Regions from separate parts of the Mus musculus genome. Here regions 2, 3 and 4 are each linked to region 1. The links are chromatin contacts, called in public HiCAR-type and promoter capture Hi-C maps. All regions are on one chromosome and are shown on one strand. Each heading gives the region's core, a stretch centred on a gene start, on an enhancer-like site or on the middle of the called end of the contact. The rest is flanking DNA. Distances are from core to core; before and after follow the strand shown. Region 1 holds the start of Wdfy3 (WD repeat and FYVE domain containing 3). Region 2 holds the start of Helq (helicase, POLQ-like). Region 3 holds the start of 5430416N02Rik (RIKEN cDNA 5430416N02 gene). Region 4 holds the start of Abraxas1 (BRCA1 A complex subunit).

Evidence for each region. Promoter capture Hi-C pulls out the DNA fragments that hold promoters and counts their contacts. HiCAR-type assays count read pairs that join an accessible place to other places.
Region 2: a contact with region 1 is called in a promoter capture Hi-C map of embryonic stem cells, with 3 times the contacts expected there. The contact joins the promoter of Helq here to the promoter of Wdfy3 in region 1. A contact is called at or near these places in 10 of 39 promoter capture datasets (the 3T3-L1 cell line, the C10 cell line, the SN4741 cell line and 5 more) and 5 of 115 datasets of contacts at active chromatin or transcription factors (astrocytes, embryonic forebrain, extraembryonic endoderm stem cells and 2 more).
Region 3: a promoter capture Hi-C map of hippocampal neurons shows a contact between it and region 1, with 6 times the contacts expected there. The contact joins the promoter of 5430416N02Rik here to the promoter of Wdfy3 in region 1. A contact is called at or near these places in 2 of 39 promoter capture datasets (hippocampal neurons and liver), 1 of 484 Hi-C or Micro-C datasets (liver) and 2 of 115 datasets of contacts at active chromatin or transcription factors (astrocytes and embryonic forebrain).
Region 4: a HiCAR-type map of astrocytes shows a contact between it and region 1, with 4 times the contacts expected there. The contact joins the promoter of Abraxas1 here to the promoter of Wdfy3 in region 1. A contact is called at or near these places in 3 of 39 promoter capture datasets (the 3T3-L1 cell line, hippocampal neurons and liver), 2 of 484 Hi-C or Micro-C datasets (the G1E-ER4 cell line and the N1E-115 cell line), 5 of 115 datasets of contacts at active chromatin or transcription factors (astrocytes, embryonic forebrain, embryonic limb bud and 2 more) and 1 of 9 other capture datasets (embryonic stem cells).

What each region holds. Positions count from the first base shown.
Region 1 is chr5:102,066,871-102,072,314 of GRCm38.p6, reverse strand. It overlaps Wdfy3 (WD repeat and FYVE domain containing 3), which reads left to right and starts at 2,394. Exons shown (of 67, transcript NM_172882.3): 1 at 2,394-2,719.
Region 2 is chr5:100,795,969-100,801,435 of GRCm38.p6, reverse strand. It overlaps Helq (helicase, POLQ-like), which reads left to right and starts at 2,836. Exons shown (of 18, transcript NM_001081107.1): 1 at 2,836-3,142; 2 at 4,374-5,082. The coding sequence starts at 2,963. Mrps18c (mitochondrial ribosomal protein S18C) reads right to left here and starts at 2,677. Exons shown (of 6, transcript NM_026826.1): 1 at 2,576-2,677; 2 at 1,823-1,884. The coding sequence starts at 2,666.
Region 3 is chr5:100,426,231-100,431,470 of GRCm38.p6, reverse strand. It overlaps 5430416N02Rik (RIKEN cDNA 5430416N02 gene), which reads left to right and starts at 1,936. Exons shown (of 5, transcript NR_034038.1): 1 at 1,936-2,145; 2 at 2,233-2,374; 3 at 4,667-4,735.
Region 4 is chr5:100,817,717-100,823,132 of GRCm38.p6, reverse strand. Abraxas1 (BRCA1 A complex subunit) reads left to right here and starts at 2,198. Exons shown (of 9, transcript NM_172405.3): 1 at 2,198-2,302; 2 at 4,526-4,616; 3 at 5,135-5,171. The coding sequence starts at 2,216.

The DNA.
Region 1 (5,444 bases), core at 1,145-3,644:
GAATGGAAGTTAGGAATCAGACTCCTGGTGCAGAACTGTTTAGAAATAGCCCTTCAGCTTCCTCTATCCCCAGAGGAGTTCGCTGCACATGCCTAGAACTCCTTCCATCTGGCCTCTGCACAAAGGGCTTATTCCACTTTAACACAGTCTTTGTTTTATGAGGAGTGTGAGTTCATCTGAGTGAATACACAGGACACAGTAGTCATGTTGCTGGAGAACCTGAGCTGACCAGGGTTTTGTTTTGTTTTGTTTTGTTTTGTTTTGAATACCTAAACTCAAGATGACAGAAACTACATTTGGCCGGCAACAAAGACCCAGGAAGGTAAGAGCTGTGGCGGTGACAGATCTGAGGCAGAGCTGAGAGAGAGCAACTGGGAAGGGTCTTTTCCAGACCATCCTTATAATCCTTATATTTGTATAGCTTCAGCAAAACAAGGGAAGGCAGCTGGGTGTATATGTGTGCACTAGGAGAAAACCTTTGTGAAATATTCTCTATAAGACACCAGCAGGAAAATTGCCACATTTGCATACTGATATACCCTTGAACTTTATTGCAATGGTTTTTTTTCCAACAGAAAGACATTTATAATCAATGTGCTGATGACATACATTTCATAAATTTTCTTCTCCCAATTATAATTACAAAAAAAATTCGAAACCTCATTCATATTTAGTTGAAGATCTTCCTTCTGAAAGGCACCCTGGTCTTAGTGTTGACTCAACTGATTTTCTTACCCTAATGTAGCCATGCATCCAGTAGCTCTTCTTCCTGCCACACTCCCAGGCTGAAGAGAATTTTGTGGTACATTTGTGTAAGGGCAGATTGGAGGAACGGTACCTAAAGAATACACATCAAAGGGCCAAGGAGGAAGGAGCAGTAAGAAGGAAAAGGAAGCAGGCACACCCCTCCCCCACCCAGCGACCTGGCAGTAATGATTTATTTAAAACTGTATTATAGAGCGCTATAGCACAGCCTATTTGGCTTTAAAGGAATTCTATAGATGGCACAGACTGAGTTAAAACAGTTGAATGGCCAGTATCTTTACAGGTTACTTTGTGAGCCTTAGAGGCAAAGCATCGGATTTCTGTTCCCCCTTAGATGATCTGGTTATAAAAGTAGGTTTTTTTAAAAGGGGTTGTTCTGACCTACTCTTTCAGAATTGAGTAACATTTACATTTTTATTCTGTAGCCTGCCCCTGGTCTCTTCCCTTCCCTGACTGTCTCCCTGGCCTCCAACTCTGGACAATTCTTCTATCCTCCTGAGGGACCCCCCAACCTCATCCAACAGCAGCCCCACCCAGCACAGGCCTTACAGGCATGGCTCTCCACACCTGGGGAAAGGTGCTTTGTCCTGCCAGCGGGTGCCTGGGAACAGCAGGAACAGGGGCCCCCACACGGAACAGCTGCTGAATCTTGTAGCAAACAGTGGAGTAAATCGGTACAACTGGATCCAATTCCAAACACAAACTGGCTTAAAAAAAGGAAACAGCAAGTCCAAATTACTTCGGCTTTTTTTTTTTTTTTTTCTTTTTTAGAGGAAATCCTAAAACTGCTGTAGATTGCAGTGTTGGGAAAACAAGCTCGTGTTTCCAGTTTCTGTACCACTACTTCCCCACTCTGAGCTGTTCAACTCAAGGAGTTCAAGCATTCATGCTGACTCAGTTTTGTCCCCACCGTCAGAACAGAAGTATGACCCAAACGGTACGCTGGGCGGACTAGGAACAGAGACAAGCTGATGTCCGCTTGGCTGTTTCAAGTTTACCAATCCATACTCATTTAGTGCAAACATTGTGTTGGTCAGGTCTATGGAGGTACAAAGAATGACCTTTCCAGAAAGGGCAAACCTAAAATCTCAGCAGAAGGTCTCAAGGTCACTGACCCAGGACAACCCTGGAGACTGGAAACTCCTGGGTCCTGATCCGCACCGGAGGAGGTGGGGGTTCGAGGCCGCGTAGTGAAAGAGCTAGCGTGGGCAGTTCTTTTGTACTCCAGCTGGAGTAAAATGAACGCAGGCTCGCGTGTTTTCATCGCTGGTGACAGCATCCAGCAATGGGAGTAGGGCTCAGGGGCGCGCAGCGGTGCTTTCTCAGCAGGGTCCCCCGAGAAGCCGGAGGAGGGGGTGAGCGCTGCGCCAGAGGACCCGGGAGCCCGGAGGCGAGGGCAGGGGGCGCGGGGCGCGGGGCGCGGACTGGGCTGCGCGCCTGTCCAGGGTGCCGGCAAGCAGGAGCCGCGGCGAGGGAAGGAAGTAGGAAAGAGGAAGGAAAGGCGGGAGGGGCCGGCCGCGCGGCTGCAGTTTCTGCGGCCGGCCTGGTAGGAGGAGCGGGAGGAGCGGGAGGAGGATCCCGAGCCGTCCGTCAGCGGGCGCGGGAGGTGGGGAGAGCGGGAGGAGGAGGAGGATTAAAGATGGCCACCAGCAGCTGCGGGAGACGGCCACCAGCCCTCACTTTCCGGGATGTTCCCCGCGGCCCGGCCCGGCCTTGATGGAGAGGAGCAGCCCGTGCAGTGCCGAGGCTGAGGCGGCGGCGGGGACCCGGCGAGGGAGAAGACGCGGCGGAGCAGGGACCCAGGCGGGAGAAGGGAGCGGCGGCGGCGTCGCTGCCCTGGCTGCCTAGCACGGCTGCCGCCCCGGCCCCGCAGCTCGCGGACTGCAGCGGGCGCTCGGCCCCGGCCCGGCCTGGGGGGACTCCCGGGCCCCACGCCTGGGCCCGCGCGTCCGCGGTGAGTGCTGCCTGCCCGCTCGCCGGCTCGCCCGCGGCGCGCTTTGTTCCTGCGGGGCGGAGGCGCTGTCCGCGCGGGGACAGGCCGCGGCCCAGCCGCTCCCCCACCCGCGTCCTCCTCCGGGCCTGGAGAGGGCGCCGTCGGCGGCTGGTCCCAGGCGGCCGGCGGAGGGGCGTGCGGGGGCCTCGGGGATGGGGAGGCGGGGGCAAGGCGACCGCAGGTCCGGGAGGGCGGGGGCGTAACCCGGCGGCGCCCGGGGTAGGTGGGGGTCATGCCGGTCCCCTCGGGAGGACCCTCCCGGTGCCCATTCCCGGACCCCCCAGCCCCCACCCGCGCGCGCCCGGGCGCAGCGGAGCGCGGCCTCCATCCCTCGGGCGCCGTCTCCAGGGCCGCGGGCCTCTCCTGGCTCATCCCTCTACGCTCTGAGCTGCAAACCCTTCCCTGTGGAAGGGACCTGGGATGCTTCTGTCCTGCATCGGGGATGTGGTGGCATCACCGACATTCGCGGTTATGGCGGGGTTGAAAAGGCAGCGGTGACCTTTCCGACCAGAGCCCTCTGGACCATGGTCGCATCGGAGGTGCTGCGTTCCATTGATTTTTTGACTCTTGAATCGGAGAGACAGATGATGAGTTCTTCCTTTGTAGAAATAATAGGATAGAATCAGATCAAGCAGATGTTTACCGAATGCATGGATTTTCAGTACCTCACCAATGGCTAAGTGTTTTTTCTGTGGGAAAAATGGTGCTTATGCATACGAAAAACTATTTTTGTTCACTAATAGCTATGGGTTGGTCAGTACCAAGTGGTTATTATGGTGTCTGAAAACCCAACAAAAAAAGAAAAACAAAACCCTTGCGTCGAGACAGCAGATTCCAGGCTGGCCTCTATCAAGCAGGTTTAGATCAGTTTTCACTGTCAGGATGTAAAGCAAGTAAAAATAACAAAACAATGAAAAATGTACTTATTTACAGGAAAATGGGATGTGGTATTAGTGTAGAGTCTAGGAGAAAGACTATAGTCTGTTAGTGTATAGATCTAGTCAAAGTAAATCCCTCTTTAAATAAAACTGTCATCATGGGACCCTGCTGTGTAAGAATTAGCTTGATATGCATTTAATGTTTAAAAAAAATCTGTATTTCATTAGGTTTGAGAACTAAAACTTTGAGCAGTTCTGCCTCAAGCAACTAGAAATACAGGTTTTTAAATAGTTTCTCTTTTCCTTAGTTGAAATCTATTCATGTAAAAATATGCTTCTCACAAAAATTTCTCTACAAATGTGCTATGAGTTAAGGAACATGAGGCTTTGAAGTAACTTGGAAAGACATGAAAGAAAGTTAAACCGTAGTGTAATATTCCAGGATCAGATTCTGTACTCTGAGGATGCTGAACTCCACAAGTCTTCACTGTTTACCTCTGGTGTCCTAAATATCACCAAGGTGCTGCATTCAGTGGGGTCTTAGAATTTCTAGAAATTATCCTCAGAATGTAGCCTACATCGGGGCTCCCCCACCCCCATTTGATCTGGAACCACAAAAGATGGTAAACAACTGGGTATCGTAGTTTAAAAAGAGTAAATATCCTACCTGGGTATGGTGACTCATACCTGTTGGCCAGGTACTGGGAGGCTGAGAAGAGCGTGAACGTCTAAGTCTTGTAGATGCAGGCAAGTCTGAGGAAAAAAAATTAGTTTGTGTACTTTCCACCTGTCTCTGTCTAATGCTTGTGATGGAGAGTGTATCAGAGTACCACGGAAAGATGGAGAGGATCCCAGGATAGCATGCATGTAAAGTATTCATCCGTGTATTCTCATTCAGACACGGGGAAGATGCTGATCCCATTGTACAGATGGGGAATTAGGCAACTTTAGGGAAAGTCTAGGACCCAGATTGCCTAAGTTTAGAGCCAGTGATGATCAATGTTTTAGGATACCAATTAGATGTGAAGACCGGAATGGCATGGCATTTTGGAGTCATGGGCTTTCAGTGCAGAGGGCTCAGTGACGGGCTTGCTGGGGTGACCCAGGTATGCACACAGCTCTGCAGCCACACCCCAAAGCTCTTCTCGCTGCATCCCCCTCCCCAACCACCCACCCTCTAGTGTTATTGTTTTCTGTGATTCCAATGGCACAGACCCTTGCGTTTCCATCATGACTGTTGTGTAGAATCTGCTTGTCTGGCGTCTGCTCTGAGTCCCAGCCCCTTCTGCACAGCGGATACTTTTCTCGCCCACAGCACCATTCACAAATTAATGGCCGATTTGGTTTTTTTCAGGTTGGGTTTACTCAGGAATCATCTCCATGTAGTGACGCTTTATCTGAATGTGCAGTTGGGTGGTCTGTCTTACAGACAAGCAGAGGCCATTCATACTTCCCTAGGAAGGCCCTTCATGGCCCTTTGCTTAGTCCTCAGATCCTTGGCAACCATTAATGTCCTCTGTGGAACACCGTCCAGATGCCTCGTGGTGCAGAATGTTGCCTTTTGTGCCTTCGTGCGTTTAGTGTAATGCCTGTGCCATAGAGCAGTGGTATAGCCACGGGCTGGTAAATGGTAACAACTGTGGCAGTTGTTCTAGGGTAACAGTCACCATGGCCTATATTAAGCTTCATTAAACAACATGAGAAAGTTCTGAGAACTCACCCAAGGGCTCTGTATAGCTGGTACCAACCAGCTCCAGCAAGCACTGAGTTTCCTTTTACCGCTATAGCACTAGGACTCTTTAGCATGG
Region 2 (5,467 bases), core at 1,587-4,086, 1.3 Mb after region 1:
TAGGGTGTTATGAGAGTCTGTGTGGGCCCTTGTGCATTTTCTCACCTTACTGTTCCTGACACAGTGCCTCCCTCTAACTATGAGAACAGTAGTCACCAATATAGTGACATTTAAAGTTTTGGTGAGCATACGAACAGGATTGTGTGAGATTATGTGTATGTGTACATATGTGTGTATGTGCACGTGTGCGCCTCTGTGTGTGTGTGTGTAATTATGCTTTGTTCTTATTTAGTCTCTACTGCTCTCAACCACCCTGCCTTTCTCTCTCTCTCTCTCTCTTGCTGGTTTCCTTCTTCATTCCCAATAATACCCCTTTCTGCTCTTGAACTAACTCAACATATATATTCCATTAACCTCTTTTGTCCCCCTGCCCTTTCCATCTCTTTTCTCACCACAATCCCTTTTTTTTTTTTAAAGATTTATTTATTTATTATATGTAAGTACACTGTAGCTGTCTTCAGACACTCCAGAAGAGGGCGTCAGATCTCGTTACGAATGGTTGTGAGCCACCATGTGGTTGCTGGGATTTGAACTCCGGACCTTTGGAAGAGCAGTCGGGTACGCTTACCCACTGAGCCATCTCACCAGCCCCACAATCCCTTTTCTATGTCCCTGTTTTCTGTTTTTTTGAATGAGTATGTGTGTGTTTCTTTCTTGTGTTTCTTGAAATAGGGTCTCACTATGTAGCTCCGCTGTCCTACAACTCTCCATGTAGCACATGGTGATCTCAAACTCCCCATCCTTCTACGCCGGCCTCCCAAATGCTTTAATTACATGTTGTACCAACGCATTCTGGCACAGGGTCTTAATTTAGAAATGGCTTTGATATCTATAGTTTTCCTTAATTGTGATAAAGGAGTATGACTGGGTGACCGAATTTTTCTGTGGGAAAGAAACAGAATTTTCATTAGTCACATGACCTAAAAAAGGAAATGTAAATTTCCTTTATTTTAAAGTATGATGCATGAATTAGATGACTAAGGTGGAGTCGCATGTGTTTAGACAACTGCTTTGGTATCTAACATAATCTTTTAAGATTTTGGGTTTTTACACTTGATTTTAGCCAAAAGACACAACAGTGATTGGTTTTGTTGTAGTCCAGGATGTATCCAACTCACAAGCTCCTCTTGCCTCAGAGCTTCCTAAGTGCTGTCACAGTACGTGTATACCACCATATCTAGCTTGCCTTGAATATAAGCTGTATTCCTTCTCAGCTCCAGCTAAATTCTCGTGTGCTGTGATTAGGCTCCCACATCCCTGTTCACACTTGAAACCCATAAAAATACACCTATAGTTAAGAAGCAACTAGTTGAATGTCTTACTGTAAAACTTGAATTTGGATCTTTTATCAAGGTAGCCTGTCAGGTTTCTATTACCTACAATTATCCTACCCACCGAAGCTATATTTAGATATTCTCAAATCATGTATCCTTATATTTAATATCTATGAAGAAGAATACATTACAGACTGAATCTAGGAATTCTCTACAAAACACAAGTGACTATAGTCAATAAAAGATAACCATTATTTTGTCCTATAATTGAATTCCAAATATTAAAAATTAGGCTGAATTTGGAAATGAATTAGTAATATGGGGGGAGGGGGACCTGGGGCTGGATAGGTGTCAGTGGTTAAAAGTACTCCCTAATGTTACTAAGTACAGGGTTTGAATCCCAGCACCCACACCCAGTGGCTCACGACCACCTCGTTCCAGCTCCAGGAGAATCCAATGCCCTCTTCTGGCTTCCACAACTCCCCTCCCCCACATACATACAAATAATAAAATAATGTCTTCTTTAAAAAAAGAAAACGAAATCTTACCAGGTCCTCATTGCTGGTTACCTGTTCAAACTGTGAAAAACATCGTCTCCAAATCACAGAAACTAAAGAGAAAATGGCGACAACACAATTGTTTTCATTCGCTGCATATCTAACCAAGATTTACGTTTTTAAAGATGCTAGATAATCAAAGGGCACAATATCAAACATTCTTTTCAATGATTAGTTAGCAACCTGTTAGATTTGGGACATAATAGGACTCAAAATGAGCGGTTCCAAAGGCTTTGGATAAAGGACATATATACTTCCTCTCCTATAAATTCTTTCTCATTTCTACAGTTACGGATTGAAATTCAAATATGTACAGAAACAACAGAATGGTACTGTCATTCCAAAGGAGAAATAAAAAGATTCAAGACATTGACAAAGAAGCATAAAACAAACAAACAAAAAAAGAGTTGACTACACCTTGGAGACAGGAGCCTAGATAGCATAACTGTTTCCTGAGAGGCTTCGTCCAAGCAGCGGATGGAAACAGATGCAAGAGAACCACAGCCAACAAGTGTCCAGAAAGTCTTATTGAGGAGTCGGGGCGATAGGTTTTTGTAAAGTGAATAAGTAACGGGGTAAAGTGGTTGACTACACCTCAAAGTCCTCTTCAGCTCTAGGAAACTAGTCTACGATGACTCGAGCCTCCCACTTATCTCAAACCTAGTTCTATTGAAATAGTCATTTTGCTAACGGCGAGGACCCCACCGACAATCAGCGGCTATAATGCTATGCCGGACGTTTTACCTGCTTGAGTTCCGCGATCCGTGAAGCAGCCAGCCGCGGTTGTCAAATTCTTCCTCCCTATACCACTGCACAGAGCAACCAGAGCGGCCATGGTTCTCCGCCCTTCCTCTTCCTTTCTATTTCCCTAAGCGCCCCGACAGGTCCTTTCTGGTGCTCTTCCCCTGTCTGCCCGGGATTCGACGCAAAGGTTCCGGCGCGAACGCGGCCCGGGTTTCAATGCACTGCACCTTTATCTTCCCGCGCTTCCCGGGCCGGAAGTCACGTGACCCGGGGCTGCGCTGCTGAGGGATGGAAAGCTGATGCTGGGTCACCTGCTGTCTCCAGAACGGCGCCACCGGCTCCGGGCTGCACCCAGGGCGGCTGTCGCAGGGACTCTGGGCCGTTGTCATGGAGGACGGCTGTCCCCGCATCCGCCGGCGGGTGTCTGTCCGCAAAAGGAACCGCGGCAACCTGGAGAACCTCCGTGCCTCCCCGACCCCGGCCGAGCTCCAGCCTGCCGAGGACACGGAGGACGAAGCTGCAGCCGGGAGCCGCCGCCGGAAAACCGGGAGCCCGGAGCACGCCCAGGTACAGCCCTGCTGAGTCCCCGCATCCCCGTTGACTCGCCCGGTCCTGTCATCCCAGGGGCTGCGGTGGCAACCGCGTGTCCCGCCCCGGGCACGGCTGCGCGGGAGGTGAAACCGCCTTCTTCCCAGGTGCACATCATGAGTAGCCTTAGCTCGCTCTCTCACCTTTGTTATCCTTTTATCTCCATCACTTGGGAGACACTGCTTAAACCCCCGACTTCTAGGTAGATGTCAAACCTACATGCTCCTTCCATCCCCTGTCATAAAAAGTATTCACGGGGCAATTAACTGGCTTGACAGAGAGAAAGCTAGCCTTCCAAATGGCTCGGCTCTACTTTACTGATAAAACATTTTTATTGATGACCCATTAATTGCTAGTTACGTTATTAAACTAGCCATATTATGTAGACTTTTACAACGGTAAGTGAGTCCAGGGAAGTTGAGAGACTAAAGTTGTGACTCAATAAATAATTATCACCTCCCAGTTTACATCTCTGTTCTGTAAGCCACCATACATGAGTGTGCACATGACTGTCTCAATTCCAAGTTCAGAACAGAATTTCATTGTAGTGTCTAGTGGAACATTGTAGTGTCTAATGGCACAATCATGATTTTGTAGCAGACCAGCTTCTACGTTAGTGCCTGGGCCGGAATTACCACAGTTATCAGAAGCATCTATTGAATCTTGGAGAGAGTTACTGTTCTTTCATTCTTAAGTGCTTTAGCATAGGTTTAAGAATTAAAATGCCAAAGACTGGGCGGTTAGGTTCAGCAGCGGAGCCTGGGGCAGGCCCTGGGCTCACATGGCAGCACCAGAATAAATAATTTAGAATTCCAGTATCACCCCTTGGGGGATGTATCTGAGTTGACAGAATGTTTGCTTAGAATGCCCAACACCCTGGGTTTGATCCCAACACCTCCTAAAACCAGGCATGGTGAGGCATTCAGGAAACAGGCAGGAGGATCAGGAGTGTGTAGCCTCAGTAAGGTGAGATCCTGTTCTGACTTTTAAAAAAATGTTTCTTAGCATCCTGATATCCCATAATAAGCCAGCAGTACTGTTTAGGCAAGTCAGAGCAACTCTCTGGACTTGTTTCTTTTGTTTGGTGATGATAATATGTATTCAGAGGATAATTTGCATATAGTGATATCATTGGGATAGTCCTTTGCTGGGACATTTGTTTTTTTAAAATGAGGATGGAATTCATGTATGTATCTTTGTTTCCTTACAGGAAAATGACAGCGAAGAGGACATGTTTGGTGACTATGACAGCTTTACAGAAAGTTCCTTCTTAGCTCACGTTGATGACCTGGAACAGAGATATATGCAACTGCCTGAATGTGGGGACCGTGATGCAGACTCTGGCACCAAAGACCTTTGTTCAGCAGGCCTCAAAAACAACCTCAGAGTTACTACTGTAATCAACCTCACTGACCCGGAAACTAGTGAGCACGGCCAGAAGCAGAGTCACCTAGATGTCCCTGCTGAACCAGAACCTGGAAGCGATCTTTCGTTTGATGTGCCTTCTTCTCAAATTTTATACTTTGAAAATCCGCAGAACTCACCAGAAGCTTTGGGCGATCCGTGCACTAAGAAGACAAATGGGGACCCACAGAAGTCATCACATGAAGAGTTGGTCTCCAGCCACACAGAGCAACCCGAGCCAAATAATGACTTCTCTAACGTCAGAGCTGCTTCAGAGTCAAGCAGGAGAAAAAGTCTGAAAGACCATCTGAAAAGTACCATGGCTGGGAATGCCAGGGCCCAGACCCCAGCATTTCCCAGGAGTAAACACCTCAGAGAGGCGCTCCTGTCTGAGGAGATCAGCGTCGCCAAGAAAGCCATTGAGTCACCGTCAGATGATCTTGGTCCTTTTTATTCGCTACCCAGCAAAGTGAGAGATCTTTACGTTCAATTGAAAGGAATCAAAAAGCTATATGGTAATGCTTTGTATAAAAAGGAAACCAAATTTATAGTTCAAATAGTATTAGAGTATTAAACCAAATCAGTGGAAGCAGGTGATTCCCTGGTTCCGTCTCTGATCTCGAATGAGCAAGAGTATCAGTTGCGTTAACCCTGCATCCCTCTCGTGGACTTCTTTCCTTCCTTGTGTATTGTCCTTCTCAGGGTAGGTATCTGGCTTTGTCTTCAGTCCATTCACTCCTGTGCCCTTGTGTAAGTGACTAAGACTAAGGAGCTTGAGCACTGACATGCGTCCAGAGCAGCTACGTGTCCTACCGTTTTCAACCCCTTCACACTCTGCTTCTGACCTTCCTCTGATTCGTTTTTATTGTTTCTTTGGCATTTAGAGTTGTGGCAATTCCT
Region 3 (5,240 bases), core at 687-3,186, 1.6 Mb after region 1:
AGAGGCCATGGAAGGGTGCTGCTTACGGGCTTGCTTTCCATGGCTTGTTCAGTCTGTTTTGTTTTTTATAGAACCCAGCATCACCAGCCCAGAGAGATCCCCACCCACAATAGACTGGGCCCTCTCCAGTCAGTCACTAATTAAGAAAACGCCTTACATGCCCCCCCCCCCCCAGCCAGATCTTCTGCAGGCATTTTCTGAGTTGCATCATCCCTTCTTCTGATGGCTATCTCGTGTCAAGGTGCCATAAAACAAGCCAGCACACAGGATCCTGGAAGTGTGTAGATCAGGCTGGCTTTGAACACAACAGAGGCCCCCCTGCCTTTTTCTCCTGAGTGCTGGGATTAAAGGTGTGCACAACTATGCCTGGTGTCAACACAATGCACCTCCCCCTTCCCAAAGCTACTCCAAGTGGGCCTGTCAGTCACCTGAGGAGAAACAAAAAACCCACAAAACACACACACACACACAACAACCCATCAAAACCAAACCAACTGTTTGTTCTAGAGACATTTGAGTTTTAAACCCTTTCTAAGGATATAGGCTGGCACCATGAATCTCCTTGGCCTGTGTCTATTTTTGCCCCTTGTTTTTAATTTATGTGTATGAGTACACCACTGCTCTCTTCATACACACAAGAGGACATCAGATCCCATTATAGATGGTTGTGAGCCACCATGTGGTTGCTGGGAATTAAACTCAGGAGCTCTGGAAGAACAGTTGGTGCTCTTAACCGCTGAGCCATCTCTCCAGCCCCATTCTTGCTCCTTGTGAGCAGGCTTTTATGCCAACAGTCTTTTTGGCCATTGTTTCTCTCTCCTTTGGGTTCCTTCACTTTCCAGTACTAAAGCCCATTTATCTTCAACAGTGCTCTCTTGTGTGCCTCATCTGAATTATTTCATTGACAATCACAAGAAATGAAGAGCTCAGGTGAGTTCAGATGGAGAGCCAAACAAAGGTCTAGAAGTTGCAGGTCCAGAGCCAAATTATCTTGTGCTATCTTTAGGAAGAGCCAAGAACGATATTCATCCAAAGCAGCACACAGCTCTGGTCTAACACACATCTCCCGACTAGTACGGAGAAGCTTGGGATTTTCAGGGGGTTGGGGGTGGCGAATGAAAACTGATTCAAGAAGGAAAAGCTAACGTTTGGCACTTAGGATGGTACTCGAATCACGTGTGAATTTATTGTTATTCAACAAACCCTTGACATTGTAAGAAAATGCGACCACGTCTCACGCGTAGTGCAGGGCTGGGTCTGCGAAGGCTGATGCACCAAGATCCCAAGTGTGAGGCCAGCTTGAACTACACGTGTTTTCTCGGGTCAGGCTGATATAAAAGGAAGAGAGCACCCCACAAACCAACCAAAAAGGTTCTCCTTGGGAGCTAGTGTTTAAGTAGGGATTGATTTCGCCTACTTTTCTCCTCAGTATGCCTTCAGCATGGTATGACTGACTCTCACCAACACCTCAGAAAGGCTGAGATGACTGGTGCTCACCAAGTCAGACGCCCAATAAACGGCAAAAAGAAAGCATTCTGAGTAACGTCCCTCAAGCCGGAAGGCAAATGCGGAGCACCAGCCAGGTCCGGTTGCACATGTCTGGCGACGCTAGCCGATGTGCCGCCGCCCCACCTTTGCAGTCCCATAGCAGTGCCTGGGCTCGGCGGCTGCGATCGCCCACACAGCCGGAGGACAGGTCGAGACACTCCACTAGCAGTCCCCAAGGCTGCGGTCCCCTGGACAGCAACTTCCGGCTATCCTACTCTGTCGAAGTCCCTTTTCTGGGCTCCCGCGAGAGCTCGAGTCGCGGTAAACTCTGTTCCGCATGAGGACTGGGCGGCTTGACCGGAAGGGCGGGCTTTGGACATGTAGCCAATCACATACCATGCTATGTCGAAGCAGCCAATCGGAGAGGCCTGGCGCCTTTAAGGGCCTCCGTGGGCACGTTCTCGCTTCCATTCGGTCCTCCTTTTGTTAACGCTCTGGCATCATGTCTACGCCAGCTCCCGCGCAATCCGGCGCCATCGCGCTTTGGGCGAGCATGGCCATGGGGAGTAGAGAGGTGGAAACCGAGCTGACGCCTGCCTGACCCTGGCGATGGTGGCGCGCGCCGGGAAGGACTGATTGGAGAATGGCGCCAAATGGGTAGGAACAGGTCGTGATGTCCGCCGAATGTTGTGTAGCAGGCGGGACAAAAGAGCGATCTCAGGCCTCATCTCGTCTCTTTTGTAGGTCACGGATGGCGAGGGGGCACAGGAGCTCTCGATGTGACCTGGCGCTGTGGATGTGATGCACAGCAGCTTGAGTGGGACTGCTCCGCTGTCCTCATGAGAGAACGCTTTTTCTGAAGATGGGAGGTGGCTAATGAAAGAAGGTGAGGTCTCTCGGGCCCTTGCTGTCTCCAGTGCGATGGGAACTGCACGGGTACGGAAACTTAGGGCCCACAGAACTTTGTTTGAGTTTGGGAATAGGGCATCGAGGGTGGATAGCTTTCAGGACTAGGCGATTTTATTGGAGCCCAGTGATTAAAACCTTTGACTTCTTTGTATCCTTCAAATGATACAAAATTCAATTCCAACAAGTTTTTTTTACCTCCTATTTTACTGAGAATTGAAGTCATCAAGGAATTAATTTATTCATGTTTTTCCATTATATATGCTTTTATCTTATTTGGATGAAATCAACATTTTGCTGGGTTTTTCCTTTTATTTTTATTTTTTTAAATAAAACGCAGCCCATGAACTTCTGGGGAATCGGGTGCTATGGTACAAGTGTTTGCTTGACTGTCAAGAATACAAGGCTGTGTGTTTATCCTTAGGTGAGGTTTTTCACAATTGGCAGTGAGTTAAGTGAAGTTCAGTCTGGTCTCATGTAATCAGCTCTCAGCACATCGGGGTTTTTATCTTGCAGTGCTGGGACTCAAGCCCAGGATTTGTGCATGATTTCAGTCACTGCATCACCAACCTACGCTTGCCTTTAGAACAGATACAATTTTATCTTACTGAGCTGGGCTTGTCTCCTAGAGTCCGTTTTCAACCTGGGGGTGATCTTTCTGAATGGGTCTCCCATGAAGCTGGGAGTAAAGGTTCAGGCCAGTTTTAGAGTAGAGGTCTAACCCCACCCTGTAAAAACATTCATTTTGTTTTTTTAGACAGGTCTCATGTAACCCGGGCTAGATTAGACTTGCTGTGTAGCTTGGCATGACTGTTCTATTGATCATCTTGCCTCCACCTCCCCAGTGGTGTGTGTTCCTGCCAAGCCCAGTTAATGTGCTGAAGGTTGAACCTTAGGGCTCTGGGAACACTAGGCTTTACCAGCTGCACCCTATCTCTTCTCCAAAGAAACTCCATTCACATTAGCTGTCCCTTTGTCCCCCAGTCCCTAGGAGCACCTGTACCTGTAGATTGCCTGTTCTGTATGATTCACATAGATGGGATAATAGACTAGTGCATCGGAGTTTTTTCTTTAGTACATAGGATTTTTGTGGCTGGCTTTTCTCCTACAGAATAATGGTAAGAGGTCATCCTTATTGCCAGCAGCGGTGGCAGTGTGTGCCTTTAATCCCTGCAGAGGCAGCAGATTAAAGGGCAGAGCACTTGCCAGCCTGCTCTACAGAGTGAGTGAGTTCTTGGACAGCCAGTCAGTGCTACACAAAGAAACGCACAGGTAAAACAGCTATGCCGAAAAATAAAAATTTTCAAAAAGTATCAAGGTTATGATTGGAGAAAATTTTGTGAAGTGAATAGTACCCGAAGAATACTTTGGTTTTCCAACATTGTTAACATAGTAAAAGAACATGAGGTACTAAGTGCCACGACACTACCGGAGAAGCAGGAATCCTAGGCTGTGAAGACACAGCATGAGTACAGCAACTCTTACAGGAAGCCATCATGCTGGGGCTGGCTTACAGTTGTAGGGGTTGGTCCGTTGTGCTGGGGCTGGCTTACCGTTGTACGGGTCAGTCCTATATGCTGGGACAGCCAGGCAGGAAGGCATGGTGCTGGCACCGTTGCTTCACATCCTGCTTTGCCAGCAGAGAGCAAGACTCACTGCATGGGCTTTTGGTTTCCAACAAGGCCACACCTCCTAATCCTTCCCGGACAGCTCACCTGGGGACAGATCATGCGAATACATGAGGGGCCATGTCAGACCACCACACGGGCTAAGTGGTTTCAGAAACATAATCTGCTGAGATTCTCACAAAAGGGGGTGCTGCAGCTGAGGAGAAAGCCTGGGAGCATCTCAGTGAGATGCCTGTTTAATTGGGTGCCTGCTGCTGAGGGTCTCCTAGGAGAGATGCAGGGGTCCTGAGAGTCCCTCTGACAAGCCCTGTGGCTATACTGCTCTGAATTCTGGTAATGTGATACATTGTAATACTGACAGATGGGGGACTGCAAAAGGCATTTACTTAAATGTCATAGACCTTTAACTAAAACAGCAACGTTAAGAGACATTAGAGAACTTGGTGGGCATGGAGTGCTCTGAGCTCTTTGCTGTTTCCGCTAGTGGCTGCATATCCGATGATTAAACTCTTCACTGCTGTTCACATACTGAGCCGTTGTGATTATTGAGGAACTAATGAGGATATGCAAGCTTTCCTAAAGGAGATGCGGCAGCCACAGGCCTCAGCCCCTGGCACACGATTTAAAATACAATCTTTTTTCAGGAATTGTGTTCTCGGTGATGCCTGGAAGAGATGCGTGACGTTGGAAGATGATTACGAAATACAGGAAAGGTAGAGTCATTTGTTTTGTATATATTAAATATTCTGAGTGATACAGTCTGGGAAAGATTATGAAGTAAAGACTGGAATCCTAAAGGCTTTGGTGAAATCTTAATTACCTATTTTCGGGGTGGCAGAGAACTTTTATTTAGACAATCATTGTGTCCTTGTTGGTGTGGAGGTCAGAGGACGACTTGGAAGTTTCTCCAACCCAGGCCTCCTGTCTTAACGACAGGCCTTTGTGTGTGTGGGTGTTTTGTCTGCACCGTGTGCATACATGGTGCCTGAGAAGGCTGTAAGGGGGCATCAGATCCCCTGCCACTGCAGTTGGAGAGTGAAGCTGCCATGTGTGTGCTATGAATCGGACCCCAGTCCTCTTAACTCTTAAGCAGTCTGTCTTAGTCAGGGTTTCTATTCCTGGACAAACATCATGACCAAGAAGCAAGTTGGGAAGGAAAGGGTTTATTCGGCTTACACTTTTCCACATTGCTGTTCATCACCAAAGGAAGTCAGGACT
Region 4 (5,416 bases), core at 949-3,448, 1.2 Mb after region 1:
CCACTTGCCCAAGGGCAGCCAGCTTCCTGGAATGCTGGGGGCTGCGGTTCAAGTAAGATAACAAGCCAGGTGTTTTCACTTCTGTGAAGAAGGTTGGTTGCTCCAGCTGCACAGGAAGTGCTTGGTCACATGCATGATAGAGAGGTATGTAGGCAGGAAGTATGTCCGGATATGATTGCTGTTGATTGGATGAACGTGGGAATACGGAGTCTTGTGGGGTTTACAGCCATTCTCTGGGCATCCAAGGTATGGAACTGGCCGGTGTCCATCATCCTGACCAGTATCTAATAAAGCCTGCTTTACATTTTGCTCAAAAATTGTGGTACTAGTCTTATTTTCACCTGGTAGGATTAACACTTCTTCTTACTGCTTTGTATACCATTGTACGGTCACAACATGGTGATGTAGTTTTCAGACAGCAATAGGGTCTAGTGAGGGTGTTATCCCAGAACACAGCTGTGATGGTCTCAAAGATATGCCCACACAGTCTAGAAATCTGAATAGTTTCTGGTTGGTGGCACCATTTGGATAGGTTCAGGAGGTGTGGTCTTGCTGAAGGAGTCACTGGGGGCAGGCTTTGAGAATTAAAAGACTTGTGCCAATTTTAGTTTGCTCTCTCTGCATCTTTCTCGAGGTTCAGGGTGTCCTCTGCTTGCTGTACCATGCCTGCCTGCTGCTTGCCAGGCTCCCTGCTGTGACGGTGATGGGCTCCTATCCCTCTGGATGTGTAAGCCCAAATAAACCGTCCCTTCCGTAAGGTTCCTTGGTCATGGTGGTTTATCACAGCAACAGAAAAGCAATTAATATTCAGCAGAAATGTCACCACACCCAAGGTCATCTGCTCCATACTTAAAAGCTAATATTCAGAGAATGAGAGTTGGTGGAAGGAAATCGGGTTTATTCAAGACTTTGTATTCTGAGATGTGGGAAACTATTTCTCCCCTCAAACTTGCATATTAGGGAACTCGGGTACATGAGAACTCCTTCACAAGGGGGGGGGAGGTGCCGAGGTCAAAGGGTGGGAAATGTACGTGCTGGGTAGGATCTTTGTCATCTAGGACTGTTGTCTTTATTCTCCTGTCACAACCAGCCTTGAACTCTGGTGGCTAGCTCATGTAATGAAAACTAAATACCATGGGCCTTTACATGTATTATGTATAATTATATATGTGATACATATGATAGTACCACGGAATATATATTAATACATACACATTCTATAATACATATGTATTATACATATGTTTTTCTTTTTTTTCTTTTTTTTTTTTTTTTTTTTGGTTTTTTGAGACAGGGTTTCTCTGTGTAGCCCTGGCTGTCCTGGAACTCACTGTAGACCAGGCTGGCCTTGAACTCAGAAATCCGCCTGCCTCTGCCTCCCGAGTGCTGGGATTAAAGGCGTGGGCCACCACCGCCCGGCACTATACATATGTATTCTATAAATTCTCCTTTCCTAGGGGGAGGAGAACTCCACAAGCTATTAGTGACCACAGAGTGGAGCTGTGACTTCTTCCATGTTGCCACTGACAAGCTAATCCTGGCTATTGCACAACAAAACTGAGACATGCAATACTAATGCAATTCAGGAGCATGCCACTTTGCCAAGTTTCAATTATTTAAAAACCATCGGCTTTTTAAATTGTGTATGACACGTGTGAAATACATGTCAATCCCTCACCTTCTCACTTACTTTAGTCATATCAAATGATCCAACACAATATGTTCGTGCTTATCATTGAACTTTCACAATGTTATAAACATACATAGTCTTTAAACTAGACTCAGTTCATAACTTTATAATTGCAAGCAAACAAACCAAAGAATCAAATACACACAGACAGAATAACGCAACACAGCGGGAATACTCTAGAGAAGATAATTCCCACCCACCACTGGTTATTGATCTTCCATAAGTTCCAATAGATGAAGGGCAGTGGAAACCCCAAAAAGACATATCCGTGGTATTAAAATATTGCTAAGCGATTCTTATTTTTACAACCATTAGTAGCCTTAAACTATGCATAAACAGTGTTTTCCATGCATGCTGCAGGTGTCTCAGCCAAGCTGATGAAAGAAGCACCCTACCCGGCTAGAGGACACCGCGCTCCCTACAACCCGCGTCTCCCGGTGCGCAGGCTCAAGCCCCGCCCCTACGCTCCAGCCTCCCGTCATGCTCCGCGATAGTGGCTGTGGCGGCAGCGACCGAGGCGGCAGTATGGAGGGCGAGAGCACGTTGGGGGTGCTGTCTGGCTTCGTGCTCGGCGCGCTCACTTTCCATCATCTCAACACAGACTCAGACACGGTGAGCCGGGCGCGGCTGCCGACCCCGCCCGCAGTCCCCGCTCGCTCCGTGGGTTCGCGGAGCAGGGCGCCCTCCCGGGCTCTCATCCGGGCCCTTTTTCTCTGCTCGCCCTTGGGCTTGGAGGAAAGTTCCCCGGGGCCTCCGGCTCGGCGACGAAAGTCGGGCAGCTTACCTGCCTCGCTACCCTGCTGTGCGAAGGATCCCGGCGCCGGGTCCTACTCGCAGCGCGTGAGCGTCGCGAGGCTCGGGAGGACGAGCAGGGGCGAGCCAGACCCCGCACCCAGCCGCAAGGGGCTGGCTAGTTGTAGGGCTACCCTGGCATGAGGCTGTAAGATCCGGCTATTTCTGTGCTACTTTCCGTTACAAACGCACCTTGTCCAGGATCAGATGTGTAAATGCATTTTTAAGCCTTTGCCTCCTTTCGAAGCCCGTGAGTGACATTGAAAACAAATTTTAAGGCTTTTTTTTTTTTTTTTGGTAGATTAAAAACTTACCGTAAAACTTTGAGGTCTGGCAGTAGCATCTTGTATTAAGTTCTTAGTAACATAAAGAAAGAAACTAGAAACATCTAAAATGAGTTTGGGGTCTGCACGAATACAGTGCAGAGAGCACCATACTGAACAGTGTGGAGTAAGGTATTTGAACTGTTGAGTCCTTCGCTTTAAGTGTCAGATCTGCGTTGCCTAAATTGCTTCTCAGCACAGTCCCAGTGATAGGAGTGTACAATGATTTTGATGTGCAGTACATCAAAATACCAGGGGGAAACAAATGACATCTTTGAATGCGCGAGGTACTCACCGGGCAGCACATAATGGGATGATACATTAGCATGGCTCTACGGGAGGATGATACACAAACTTCATACTAAACACAAACACGTGTGTGTGTGTATCTGTGGGACTTATTTTAGAAGATGTTTAGCGTGAACATAAGTAAACTGCCCTAAGTCTGTAGTTTATAGGATTAGCCCTTGTACACTACATCTTGGTGTTTGACCCTAGTTTCTCAGATATTTTAACTTTTGTTTGTTTGTTTGAAGAGTCATTTACTGAGCATCTGTGGATCACACATGGGCAGTGCCCAAGTAGACCAGAAGAGGGCATAACATCCCCTGGAACTTAATGGGAGATAAAGATGTGGGCGCTGAGAACTAAATCCTGTTCTTTTGCAAGAGCAGCCACTGCTCTTAATGACTGAATCGTCCCTCCAGCTCAACTAAAGTTTTTAGAGTTGGTTTCTGAATAATTGTACTTAGAATTGACTGGTACTTTTCCTAGTTTTTAACATTGGGAGTATCAAAATCAAGAACATTTGCAATTGCAGATTTTTACCCACTTGATTCTGTTAAAAGACTGGGACATTCCTATGTTTGTTTGGTTGGTCGTTCGATTATTTTGATGAAATGGAGGCAGGGCATTATAAACCAATTTTAATGAATAGAAGAGTTCACTTGATCTTTAAATGCACCCAAAGAAAAAACTTGAGTCACTGAAATGAGAAAACAAAACAAAAACTCAAAAGGCTGCCTGTATTTTAAAAGAAAACAGGCACACAGTAGACCCACTGGGAAGCAGATGTAACTGAATTACAAATCTTTATTTTTTTTTAATAATTTTTAGACAGATTTACATCTGAAAACATTGATCACTTTAGCATTCCATAGCTAAGAAACCTCCACTGACACTCAGAAATATGTGTAAAATCCAGACTTGGGCTGCTCATTTGGATTATCTTGTGGGACTTTACCCTCTTGTTACAACTGTCCACAGAAGCCTTGCGCTTCAAGACAAACTGCTCAGCTGAGCTCTTAAACAGACTTAAAACTTTTATGCATTTGAGTTAGGGGTGCTTCACTCTCTGCCTTCCCAAACTATTACCAAGCCCTTTAAAGTCAGTTCTACTCAGCCTGGCGTGGTGGCGCTCGCCTTTAATCCCAGCACTTGGGAGGCAGAAGGCAGGCGAATTTCTGAGTTCAAGGCCAGCCTGGTCTACAAAGTGAGTTCCAGGACAGCCAGAGCTACACAGAGAAACCCTGTCTCAAAACAAACAAACAAACAAATCAGTTCCACTCTGTCTCCCTCTCAGCCTTTCCCAGTTACCCATGTGCCCACTACCTATAACACATTTGTATATTGTGAAATTCTGAGAAGATATGATTAGGAGATAGAATATTGACCCTAGCCAGTGTGTTTCATATACTGCTTCTTTTGTTTACTCTCATAGGAAGGTTTTCTCCTCGGTGAAATGAAAGGTGAAGCCAAGAATAGCATTACTGATTCACAGATGGACAACGTTAAAGTTGTTTATACAATTGGTGAGTCACTTAGTTCTGTTTTGGTAGTTTGCATGCCGAGGACAAGCAGCATAAGTGTTACTTTCACTCTTATATTTTAGTTGTTCTGGGGAATATACACATGTGTGTGTTTAAACTGTTAACATATATACGGTAATGTTTTGAAAAGCACTCCAAAAAAAAAAAAAAAAGAAAAGAAAAGAAAAAACCAAAAGTGTGGGTGCAGTGGTACACACCTGTAATCCTCACACTAAGAAAGTAGAGGCAGGAGGATCAGAAGTACAGCTCTACACATTTGCTGTTGTCTAGGGAGTGTAACACTTGCAGTTCCAGGTGGGACTCCAGGTTGGATTTCTAGCCCTGCATGTCTGGGAGTCACTTGATTTCTGGGTGAGCGTGGTCTGTCTTAGGGTGGTCTGAAGAGGGATGAGCTCTGCATAGTGAAGCTCCTAGCTAGCGGGAGGCCAAACGCTCCTCAGGGTGGTGGGCAGTGGGCAAGCAATTAATACACTCATGACTAGAAATCCTTTTTCTCCTAGACATTCAGAAATATATCCCATGCTACCGGCTTTTTAGGTGAGTAATAGTATTAGTAAAAACAAGTAAATTATCCATTGTGACAATTGTTTGCAAGGTAAATAATTTTAAAAACTAACAGTGTCTTCATAACCAGACATGGTAATTGAGTGTCTTGGTTACATAGAAGTTTGTTTGTTTTTTTTTCAGTATCTAAGGTACACTAGTCCACATCAACTGCATCTGTAATTTCATTAGTTGTGTTACCCTTAGCTGGCTTCTACTGCCTCTGAAAAACCAGTGTT